2 separate regions of the Sparus aurata genome follow, and region 2 is linked to region 1. Evidence: chromatin contacts called from public Hi-C data. All regions are on one chromosome and are shown on one strand. The core of a region is the stretch at or near the end of the contact, and the rest is flanking DNA. Distances in the headings are between cores, read along the strand shown.

The links. A called contact is a pair of places that touch in the nucleus more often than the background predicts.
Region 2: a Hi-C map of an unstated tissue shows a contact between it and region 1, with 3 times the contacts expected there. The contact joins the promoter of tfap2b here to the promoter of lrp11 in region 1. A contact is called at or near these places in 2 of 2 Hi-C or Micro-C datasets (skeletal muscle and an unstated tissue).

What each region holds. Positions count from the first base shown.
Region 1 is chr22:12,305,153-12,310,986 of fSpaAur1.1, reverse strand. lrp11 (low density lipoprotein receptor-related protein 11) reads left to right here and starts at 3,577. Exons shown (of 9, transcript XM_030405461.1): 1 at 3,577-4,372. The coding sequence starts at 3,805. It overlaps map3k5 (mitogen-activated protein kinase kinase kinase 5), which reads left to right. Exons shown (of 30, transcript XM_030405460.1): 30 at 502-3,016. The coding sequence ends at 562. It overlaps LOC115574162 (a long non-coding RNA gene), which reads right to left and starts at 3,614. Exons shown (of 2, transcript XR_003982437.1): 1 at 3,512-3,614.
Region 2 is chr22:12,464,439-12,470,272 of fSpaAur1.1, reverse strand. tfap2b (transcription factor AP-2 beta) reads left to right here and starts at 2,095. Exons shown (of 7, transcript XM_030404237.1): 1 at 2,095-2,211; 2 at 4,572-5,030. The coding sequence starts at 2,164.

The DNA of each region.
Region 1 (5,834 bases), core at 2,328-4,827:
CTGTTACAATGGTGGATTGTGTGCAACGTGCACAGGAGGCTGCTCAATTTTAAGGAGATCCATAGCAAGCATCGACATCATTGTTAGCTACAGTGGCTAGGAAGATAAGTTAATGTGTCAACTGTTGCACAAACTTGAAACATTTAAGGTGCGGTAGGCGATTCTGGAGAAAGATAGTTGCTCCCAGAGCCCAAAGTGATGTCTTCAGATTGCTTCTTACAAAACCTGGCAAACGTTTGAGATTTATGCTAAAAAGATGACTGAAATAATTAATAAATGATCAAAATTGTTGGAAACTAATATTCTTTTGATTGACTAATCAACTACTTGAGCAATCTTTGCAGGTCCATTGTGCAAATTCATGTATAGGGCGTGTTTTCTGATACTCTGGACAAGAGAAACTGGGGAAAAATATTGAAAGTGTTTATAGAGTTATAAGACATACGCACACTGTTATATTGTATGTTGTAACCTGACAGCGTGTTCTCTCTGTCCTGTCAGAGGTGGGATCCTGTGCAAACTATGGAAGGCCATCACAGACTACAGGCAGAAGCCAACCTGAGGCCTTAAGTGGCGACAACCACTCAGAGAAGTCAGGACCTTTGTCCCAACAACTCAGTATTCTCCTCTTACCTCAGTATTTATAAGAGCAAGACTTTTAGGAGAAGACCCTACGTCTGACGGAGAGCAGCTTTCCACCCACACAAGGAACTCTTTGACTCTTTGTGTCGGGAGTATTTTGATAATTTTGAAAAAAGGCTTTTGGAAAAAACAAACAAAAAAACAAGGTCACTTTGAAAGCAACAATTACTCAGAAGTGCCACTAGTTTTGCTACGCCGGATGGACATTACGCAGCTTTTTGCTACTGGTGGGTTAGAAATGACAACAAGGAGGAAAACCTTGAAAACTTTCAAAAAGTTTTCTCCCGTCTTTACAAGATGTAACGTTTACAAAACTTGAGACTGACCGTTTTCTAATACAAGCCTGAGATACAAAATACTACATTCAAAAAATCATCTGTGCTAATGTTTTTACCATCGGCATCTTATCACTACTTTTATTTAATGAATTTTAATTTAATTGTTATGGTAATCTGAAGGACGTCAGCGCATGCCCAGCTTTTATTTTTATTTTTTAACCATACTGAGACTAATTTAAATTGTTCATGCTTTTTTTTTCTTCACATTTCCTTTTATAACACGGATCTACATTTTTATTTTTCCGAGACGTGTAAATATTGTGTTATAAAATTATATGTGAGTGACATTTATGTACTTCAAAAATACATTGAGAAACAGAGTTAAATCTCCATGTGGATCAGACAGTCTATAATGAACACAATTGAAAAATGAATTGTATGATATTGTATTTTCTAATGTCACAAATCAAATGAGATGATATTCAGTTAGTAATTAATATTACATTGAATCATTTGCTCTGTTTTTATTGTTGTACACTGACAAAATTGTGCTTATCTCGCTTGTGTTCTGTAGATATGATCATCCAATCTGATGCCTGTTTGTTGTGATGAAAAATCTGAAATGCAAAACAAATTTCACATGGAAGAGCCTTGACCTTTTTTATTTCAAAACATGATGTCAGATATGGGGAAAATAATCATGAGCAGTGTGTCCATTTTGTTTCCTATCTAAAATTAATCAAGATCTTTGTGATATATTGTTAAAATAAAGCTTTTCATCTTGAAACTGTGAAAGAATTGTGTTAGAAGTGTTCTGTTACAAATACCATTGAATATACATAGGTAGGCATTATATAGTAGATTTTTTAAATAAATGAACACTCTATGGTTCTTAGGAAATCTAATCACTCTGCTTATTATAAAACATTTTTAATTGGATCAAATGTTTTTACTGTTCTCCACAAAAAAAAGGGGGACACTGCGGACTCGTCCGTAGTACTTTTTGAAAATGGCCCATTTTCCCTTTCACTTTTTAAAAGCATTATTTGTTTTATAAAACGGTGATGAAAAAAATACTTTGAAGAAGTCAGTCAAGAACTGTTAGCTTACAAACAAGAACACTTCTCTCCATCAGCACAGTCTGCGATTGAAAACGGCTGCTACAGATTCTGGTGTGAAACTGTGATTACATTTTTATACAGAACCTAATAATAAAATCTAAATTTAATATATTAGATGGGCTGATGTGCTCAATAGCTAGAACAGCCTTAGGTTTGCTAACATCTTGCGAAGATTGTGTCTTATTTGCGGAATTTTATGGTACGTGAAACCTAATAAGACAGTGATTTACAGTAGGCTAACCGTGCTGCTTGCTTAAGTAGTTCCCAATGTTATTTCTTCAATTGTTTCTATTTGACGTGTTTTAATGGAATCGTTTCTATGCTCTTTTGATGTGCCTTAATGCAATTATTTCTCCATCTCATTATTTCTGACCTTGTACCAATCCTCCTATTGCATTAATCTGAGCCCTTTAGGGCCCACCACTTTTCAACTCAAAGTTACAACTTTGTGTCCTTATTATTTTTATTTTCATTTTTTAAAGTAAAATGGTGAAATTATCTTTAGTAAAACAATGTTTAGCAGTCATCACAGAGGTTCACCTGAGAATTTTGAAAGTTGAAAGTAAGTAAGTGAAAGTAAAGAAAGTTGAGCTGTCAGGCTATAAAATGATTTCTGAAAGGTGTTGTGGAATGACAAGGACGTGCCAAAAGGTAACACATATTAAACTGATCAACAAAGATGTAAAGTTGCAAGATATAGTGAAAAGTTTCAGAGCAGTGGTACTTTTTACACACACATAAATGATTGTGCCTAAAATGTCGACTTTAATTATTTTAATTGCATGTACATTTTCTATCAAATTGTATTACATAGGTTTAATGTAAAGTTTATTGCAAAGCTTTTCTATCATGTTGAGTCAATGTGTGTAAATTAAATAGTGTTATGTGTGATAACAGCAAACAGGATGACCTATTTGAAATGCATTACTGTAATGTACAACACCTGAATAATAAACACCTGAAAAGCAAATTATACTCATGTAAAGGTTCCCCTAATTTTTTATGAAACGATATAAACTGGACGGTATGTCAGTCCGGGAGAAGAAAAGCAGATTTGTTCTATGTGCTGTCGGCTGACATGGAACATGAGCTCCATTTTGTTTAGGAACATAAAAACAAATATTGACTTTGTACATATGAGTGACGCACAAAGATTGAGCCGGCTGTTTGTATATGAAACGTTTAGACGAGCCGCTTACCTGAAAATAGCTCTTTAACAAGACAAACTAGATTTTTAAACATTTATTGCCATTGCAAAATTGACTGGAAATGTGTGATTTCGCGTGTGTTTTCCCCCCTGCAATAAATTGGTGATATAGTATTTTGCAATTTAATGTATTTTATGTCTTCAAATTTATTTGTTATATATAACTAACTAACTGCCCATGGATTCCAGCCTGGTGTGTTTTACGCAGGCAGAGAGGGAGAGTGACAGATCAGCAGTGCTACAGGTGCGCCAGCCCCACTCACCATTTATATCCATCAATGTGACGTCACTGGTTTCTGCTGAGCAGCCAAACGTTATGCTCACGCGGCCGCCCCCCTCCTCACCATGACAACAACGGATTTTTAGCATCGTCAGAGGACGCACCGTTAGCTGCTCCGCTCATGGCTCAGAGATCAATGTTGTGTTAAACAGCGGGTTTAACATTAGTATACCGGAGAAAGAGCTCATGTAGGAAGGTTTTATTCGCTGTGTGGACCCTCATGCGTCGGACACCAGCCGAGGCTAGAGGGAGAGGTCGTCTTACTGCGTGAACAACATGGCTCTTCGGTCTCAGCATCCCTGGCTGCTGCTCGCTTGTGCTGTGCTGCTGGCCGCAGCCCGACATGTCGACGCTCGCTCGTTGCCGATATCAGACCTCAAATCCAAAATATCAGGGGTGGAGGAGCTGTTGGAAGAATTCCGCAAGCAGCTCCAGCAGGACCAGGCGTACAAGGTAGGCGACGTGATTGACTCGTGTGTGGGCGACTTCAACGCCGTCGGGGAGCGCATCATCAAGGCCAAAGCCTCCATCGAGCAGGGGGCCACCTTCCTGCTGGCCCCGGGGAGCGTGTACACCTGGAAGGACTGCCTGCACGCCTGCTGCTCCCAGCCTCACTGCACCGTGGCGGTGGTCCAGGAGGACCCGAGGCAGCCCGGGGAGAGTCTCAGCTGCTACCTGTTCAATTGCACCTACAGGAACAAAAATGTCTGCTCCTTCGCTCCGCAGGAAGGCTTCAGTACGTACAGCCGGACCGCCAACACAACGCAGGGACACCTCCCTGTTTCACCCGGAGGCTCAGCCCGTAGGCCCGGGGAAGGACATCCTGAGGAGGATGATACACAAGGTGGGACATCACAGGCTTACAAGTTTAACTGATTTAACATGTGGGTCCATATGACTGGTCATGTTTTAGGAAAATGTCATGCATGGATAGTTAACAATTTGCTGTATTGTTTTCTAATTGATTCTTAATTAAAGAGTTAATTAAGTATTGTTTTACCAGGCAAAAATGCTGGTTAAATATCACATTATGGTCGACTATTGAATATGGATACCTTGATAGCTATTTTACACAGTGGTTTACTCATTAAAGGTGCAATATGTAAAAAGTTCTAGTCAAGGTAAATAAATAGCAGTTTTGACTTTGTTATGCCTCTGTATTCTGTTGCAGAAATTAGCATGCTAACCAGCTAGCCCCTGTTCTTTCCAGTCCAAAGGTCCTATGCAAGCCCTGTAAATACTTCGGTGGTCCCCCAGCTCCAAGACCGAACTACTAGCTGCACGGCTAACTGAGCTAACCACCTAACAGCAGCTACAATTAGCAGCAGTTAGCAGTTACTTTGGTGACATGCTACCCCCTATTTGTTTTGAATATGAATTTGTGAGGTGGCCAATTCCTACATCTTGCACCTTAAAAAACCCAAATTATGTCTTAAATTACCAACCGTGTAAGCTAAAAAAGCTGAAACACTGCTGCTCACACATGAATAAAAGTCAGGTAGGTGAATTTTAAATGTCACAATGAACACATTATAAAGGATTCAATATTTTACCTGTTTATTTTTATTTTTGACTTAATTAACATGTAGATTTTGACGAAAATGGCTCATCTTTTGTTTGTGAATGAATGAAGATGAACAAGTACGACAGGGAAATGGAAAGATGATCAATGCAGTGACTGATGGTGGTTACTGGAAAGTTAGTTAATTATTCATGAGCATGTAATTTTTCTAATACGGTATCAAAAAGAAGCAGTAACTGATGATTGTTTTCTGGTATGGTGTGGAGTGGTATACTGTAGCACTGGACCACTGGACGTTTTTTTCTTTTAGAGGTTTTATCTTGATCCTCTGTAGCCCTAAGGGAGTATGAAAGATCAATTATTTTCACCATTCGAAGCAGTTTTTCAGCTCCATGACAGCACTCTAAGTTGAAGAGCCTCATTGGATTTGATGGTACATCAAGTTTTATGTACACTTTCTAAGATAGTTCTCCAGTTAGATTTAGCCTCGAACAACAGCTACTTATCTTGCTAAAGCAGGCAGGGTGGGTTAATGATGTACTTTTTAGTTGGTTTCCAGCCTGCAAAATGTCATCAGGACTCTGCGAACAAGACCAGGTGTTTTATGACTGTAATTTTATCCTCCATTTGTTTACCAGCAAGTAAAGTGGTCTTTCAAGTGCAATCGAAGAAATGATAAAATGATATTTAAGTTAACCATCTGGTGGACCAGCAGAAAATTAAACAGCAAGTGTTTTGATGGTCTAAAAAAAAGAAAAAGAATGTATATTGTGTTCAACTACAA
Region 2 (5,834 bases), core at 846-3,345, 160 kb before region 1:
TAATATAATATGATATAATATAATATAATATAATATAATATAATATAATATAATATAATATAATATAATAATACTTGTGCAGGACCACAGGTAGAAAAAAGCTGTTTGCTAAAACCTGGTACATGACATCGCTCCTTGTTATGTGTATGAAATATATAAATGTATGTTCTGCTACTTCTTGTCGGGTGTTTGTGTTCACAGGCCGTACTGGATGGATATACTGAGACCATACTGCTTCCAGGTTAGGTGGGTTAGGTGGGCGCTGCTATTTGTGACAAAAGACCAATCAGTTATTTCTCCATTAATGCAACTACTAGTTACAACACTGTCCTATCTCTATGAGGATGTGTAAACACAAATCATTGTGGTGCCGCCTTCCCCCTCCTGTAAAAGGGCATTGTGTAATCTTTAAAGAAGACATTCTGATTCAGAATTTTAATATTCAAAATATTTATGAGGTAATGATGAAAAAAAATGTGTCCATGACCGAGTAAACAAGCTGTTCCCCGAGGAATATAAGGTCCCCAGAACACTGTTTGAAGCTAGAAAGGTGGCAGGGTCTGCCAAAAATAAACAAAATCAGTATGAAACAGTTTTGTCCTTCTAAGGTCAGTTTGTTTATTCAGTCATGACAACAAAACAAGTTTGTTTATTTAGTTTGTTGAGGCATACTGAAAATCAGTCAATGAATATCTTAAAATGCATTCCCCAAAACTACGTAGTGCACCTTTAATCAGGCAAAATTTGGAGAGGCTTCCACACTGAAGGGGGCCTGAAGTGTCGCACTGTAGTGTCAAGCACAAGAGCCCCGGCTGCATGAACTTCTGGTCCTTATCATTACAACGCCAGCAAATCTATAAACAGGTGACCAATCAATGGTTTAATACGTGTGAAAACAACAGGAATGATGTGCTGTGGTCCTCACAGACACCAGGTCGTGACCCAACATGTACAGTGATGGGAGATGCAGGACCGGCGAGCTGTGCCACCATCAGAACACCAAACAGGGAATATGTTTGGAGGAATGCTGCTCGTGCCTCCGGCAGAGATAAACGGACTCCGAGAGGACTGAAGCTGTTCCGGGGAACCTAACCTCACATTATTGGTTCGGTTAATTGATATTATCACATACATGATATGTCATTCAACGTGTCAGACTTTGTCAGGAATTAAAGGTCTAGGGTGAAAGATTTAGGGGGACGTATCGGCAGAAAGTAAATATAATCTTCATAATATCGATCATGTCATATTCATGTGTTTATTTTAATGCATAATAACCTGAAAGTAAGAATGTGTTTTTGTTACGTTAGAATGAGGCCTTTATATCTACACATCCTCCCCCACAGAGTCCGCCATGTTTCTACAGTAGCCCAGAACAGACAAACCAAACACTGGCGACAAAAAGGCCTTTCCGTCTTTGTGTTTTTAGTACCCAACGCAGTAGTTATACACACCTGGAAAAGCCAGAGGTGTTTTCAGTAAATCTCATCAAATCTTACGCACTGGACCTTTAAGTCCTGGTCTTCTTCCCATTGTTGTGGCTGGTGTTCACACAGTCCACCAGCCTTTGTGAAGACAGAAACAGACGATCATTGTCTGAATTTAAGAAATACCAAAAGATAGTTACTACAAAACTATAAGCTTGGATAAAAAATAATCTACAATTGCACTGTTTGTTCGTTTTTGCTTCAGTTTGACCTCCCATCAGTATTTCCTCCTCAGAAGCAAGTGTAATAGTTGGATTGATACATGCAGTCATTCTTCACTTCAATCGGATCAGAAATTTGCTCAAGAAAACTCTGAATTTGCGGCATCTAAGTCACCCCTAACCAAACTTGCTCATCCGAGGGTCCAATGCATGCTCTTATTTTGTAAATCGCAGAGATACATGCCACATAAAACATGTATTCTTTGTTTTTATCATGCTCATACATGGAGCAGCCTGCCCTATAGCTCTTCTCAACAGCAGCGGGGTCTTTGCAGGGGTTCCCCATTCACAAAGCCTGCCTGCCTTTACAGAGGGCGGAGAGAGAGAGAGAGAGAGAGAAGAGGAAGGGAGGGAGGGAGGGAGGGAGATGGAGAGAGGGAGGGAGGGAGAGAGAGAGATGAGACATCCCTTCCGCACTTGGCTGCATTCGGTTTACCGACACCGGAGAAGCGACCATGCTGTGGAAACTAGTTGAGAATGTCAAGTATGAAGATATTTATGAGGTAACGTTGCCATTCGTGTGTGTGTGTGTGTGTGTGTTGATGAAGCAGACTTACTGGAGATGGTTTTAGGGATTAATGAAGTGCTGGACGTTGTTGGGATGAGTGAGACGGTTTTTCTGGAGGCTTTAGGCCTGTTAGTCTGCGAATGTGGGTTAGAGGAGAGAAAATCTGGAGTTCAGATTTTCTTAAATCGTGATTTATTTTATTATTTTGGTCTATAATGCAGCTCCATTTACTTTCTGGAGGATGAGTGAAACGTAAGAAATATTCAACTTTGGATAAAGAGAATTTGTATTTCACATTTTCTTGATTTAATTTTTATTATTATTATTATTATTATTATTATTATTATTATTATTATTATTATTATTTTACATGCGATATAGTCTATTTTAGATATGTGATATTTCGTCATGTTTAAAAGCAATCTGAAACTTCTTGCAAAAATTAAACCAGAAATTTCTCTAGAAAGATATTTTTTTTTAAAAGACCACCGGTGCTGATAAAACGTGTTCAAAATTTTTTTCGAAAAATATATTAACTTCTTTGTTTTAGATTGTAACATACAGGGAAATAAGTTGGAGAACCGCTGGGTCAGGGGAGGCTGATGATATGACAGAAGAATGTAAATTATTTGGCTTTCATCCCAGAGCAATAATTCTTCTTCTTTTTTTTTTTTAAACGAGCGAGCATGAAGGCGGTGAAACACCGCCGCACGCTGCTCCGGCTCGCGCTGAATGGGCTGGAGCACAAAGCACGTTAGGAAGAGAAAAAAAAGGGGGCCGCTCCGCGAGGCCCCTCGGCTCAGCCCGGCGGGAAACCCTCGTCTCGTGCCGCACATGGCTTTTCTCCCACGGCGCGAAGGAAGAGGGGAGGCTCTAGTGTTGTTAAACAAGTCATCCAGGATGGCAGAGAGGGGCCCGCTGGAGACACAATGTGAAGTTTAATCGCTTCTTTTGACTCCTGACACCGTTCACACGAGCCCCTCGTGCGCCCTGTAGTGTGTCGGGTGTGTGTGTCAGAAGGCAGCTGCAGAACAACGTGCGACATCTTTTAGTTTTTTCTATTTTTTACAGGAGGGTTTTGATGGCAGGATGAAGTTTAGGGTTAAAAAATCTGACAAGATTGCTCAGAAATGTTGCGCGTAAAAGTGATCTGGTAGAAACCGTGTCCACGTCATCCTGCACTGGCACGAGTTCGGATGTTATCTGATAGAAACAGAACCTCTGACCTGGCTGGTGTCGAAGTCATTGAGCTTTAAAACAACCCCCAGTTTATATTCTTCTCCTCCCACGGACACTGAGGTTGGTTTTTTGCGTCTGTTTGCGCGGACATTTTGTGCGTAATAGTGATCTGGTGGAAGCCTTCTCCACGTCATCCTGCACTGGCTGGATGTATCTGCTAGAAACAGAACTTCTGACCTGATCAGTGTCAGAAGGCTTTAAAACAACCCCAGTGTATATCCCTCTCCACCTGCCTCACTGATATTGATTCTCTAAGCGCAAATCATGTGCGTAAAAGCGTCTCTAAAGGCAACAATGTGTGCTTTTCCTGCCTCAGAAAAAAAAAAAAAAAACTCCCTCAAAGTGCGCTATATATTTTCTGTGATGGGGGAATTCCTCACTGGTCTTCACTTTCTCCTCTCTCTATCTCCTGCTGCTCGTGCGCCGTTTCGGCTCTCCACGGAATTTAAACGTCACTCACGGTTGCGCGAGAGGCTTCACGCTCCATGTGTCGCCAGTCCCCTGCCTCGCGCACATTAATATTCCTGTAAGTCTAAGTCATGAATAACAATTACACCGTGTACCGGGGGTAGAGGCGGGCGCTCGGTGCTCACACTCAGAGCGGCGGCAGCTCGGGGCGGAGGAAGGTTGAGCGTGGAGCTGTAGATCGGGCCGTGCCTGCAGATACTCATCGTCGCTTTCACCTGGAATGAGTTGGGTTATCTCGGCCTGACACGCTCTTTGCCAGCCTGCTGTTTTACCGTGCGCTCTCTCGTCACACCAACAGAGTCTTTACAGATGTTGGTTCATTCATACTCCACCGCGGTGAGTTCTCCTCCCCTCACACTGTGTTTCTGAATTCATGTGAAAATGGTCAGTCTGGAGATAATGCTAGGAGGTTTTTCGTTACGAGACGTTTAAAATGAGGCTTGTAACGTTTTCCTCCGGGCTCTTTGTGCTTTTTGTTCAGGAGATTCAGAGCCAGTTATGCTGCTTTGGATACATCACCAGAGGCAACACACTCATAAAAGAGTCCTGATCCTCGGCCTCCATCTGGTTTCATTTGGTTAAAATGTGCTTCTAATTCTGCAAGCAGTTGATTTATTTTTTTCTCTTCTTCTCTGCATCCTCCTCAAGGACCGGCATGACGGTGTCTCGAGCCACAGCTCGCGCCTGTCCCAGCTGGGCTCGGTGTCGCACGCGGGACCCTACTCCAGCGCGCCGCCGCTGTCTCACGCGCCCTCTTCGGACTTCCAGCCTCCGTACTTCCCGCCGCCGTACCAGCCGCTCGCTCACTACCAGAGCCAGGACCCGTACTCCCACGTCAGCGACCCGTACTCCCTGAACTCCCTGCACCAGAGCCAGCAGGGCGCATGGGGGGCGCGGCAGCGGCAGGACGTCGCCGGAGACCGGATGGACAGCTCGGCTCTGCTGGCGCAGCCGCGGGCCTCGCTGCCGCAGCTGTCCGGGCTGGAGCCGCGGCGGGACTACGGCGGTGTGCGGCGGCCTGATGTGCTGCTGCACTCCGCTCACCCGGGACTGGAGCCCGGCATGGACGGACTGCTGCACGGGCTGCACGGTATGGAGGATGTCCAGGTGAGTCACGGCTGAGATTTACATGAGACAATATGCATGTAAGACATTTACCACCTCGAGTTAGGATTATTTTAATGTTTTTGCTATTTTAGTTATAAAAGTTATTCTAAAGATTTTTGGGGATTATTATAATTGAGAAAGGTAAAGCCAACATTCACCGGGGTCTGTTGGATAAAGTAGAGAATATACATCTGCAATTATATGAATGTATTAAATATTACACAATAGCACAACATCAGATCAGATATAAACACGATTTCCCAATTTTTATTTACATTATTTTTACGTTTTTGAAAAAAAAATAACAATAATAATTCCAACCTTTTTACTACAGGATAAAATAACACGTATAGCTTGCATGGCAGCTTTAAATACTGGAACTAAAATAAAGATAATAACTAAATGATAAAATAAACGACAGTGGAAGAAACCTATCGGTAATTGTTGACAGTTGTCCTCTTCATTGTCTCCGCATGTTTCGCCGTGCCTTTAGAGCTGAGGTCAGTGAACTCAGCAGCTCCCTCAGGGCTGGACGCTCACAGCAGCTGTAGCCTGAACGCAAAACGGCCCACAGCTAAACAAAGTTGCCTTCAGAGACCCGACACATCCTCCTTTGATGAGGAGACGCTGATGTGCGGAATAACCGAGCAGAGAGAGAGGAAAATAAGAGGAATGTTGGTGGTGCGAGTTTCAATCCATTTGCCTCCACTGCTAAAATGATGGAGATGTAGTTAAAGCAGAAAAGTGTGAAGATGCTGCAATATTTTATAGGAAAAAACAGACATTTCCCCCCAATTTTGTGTG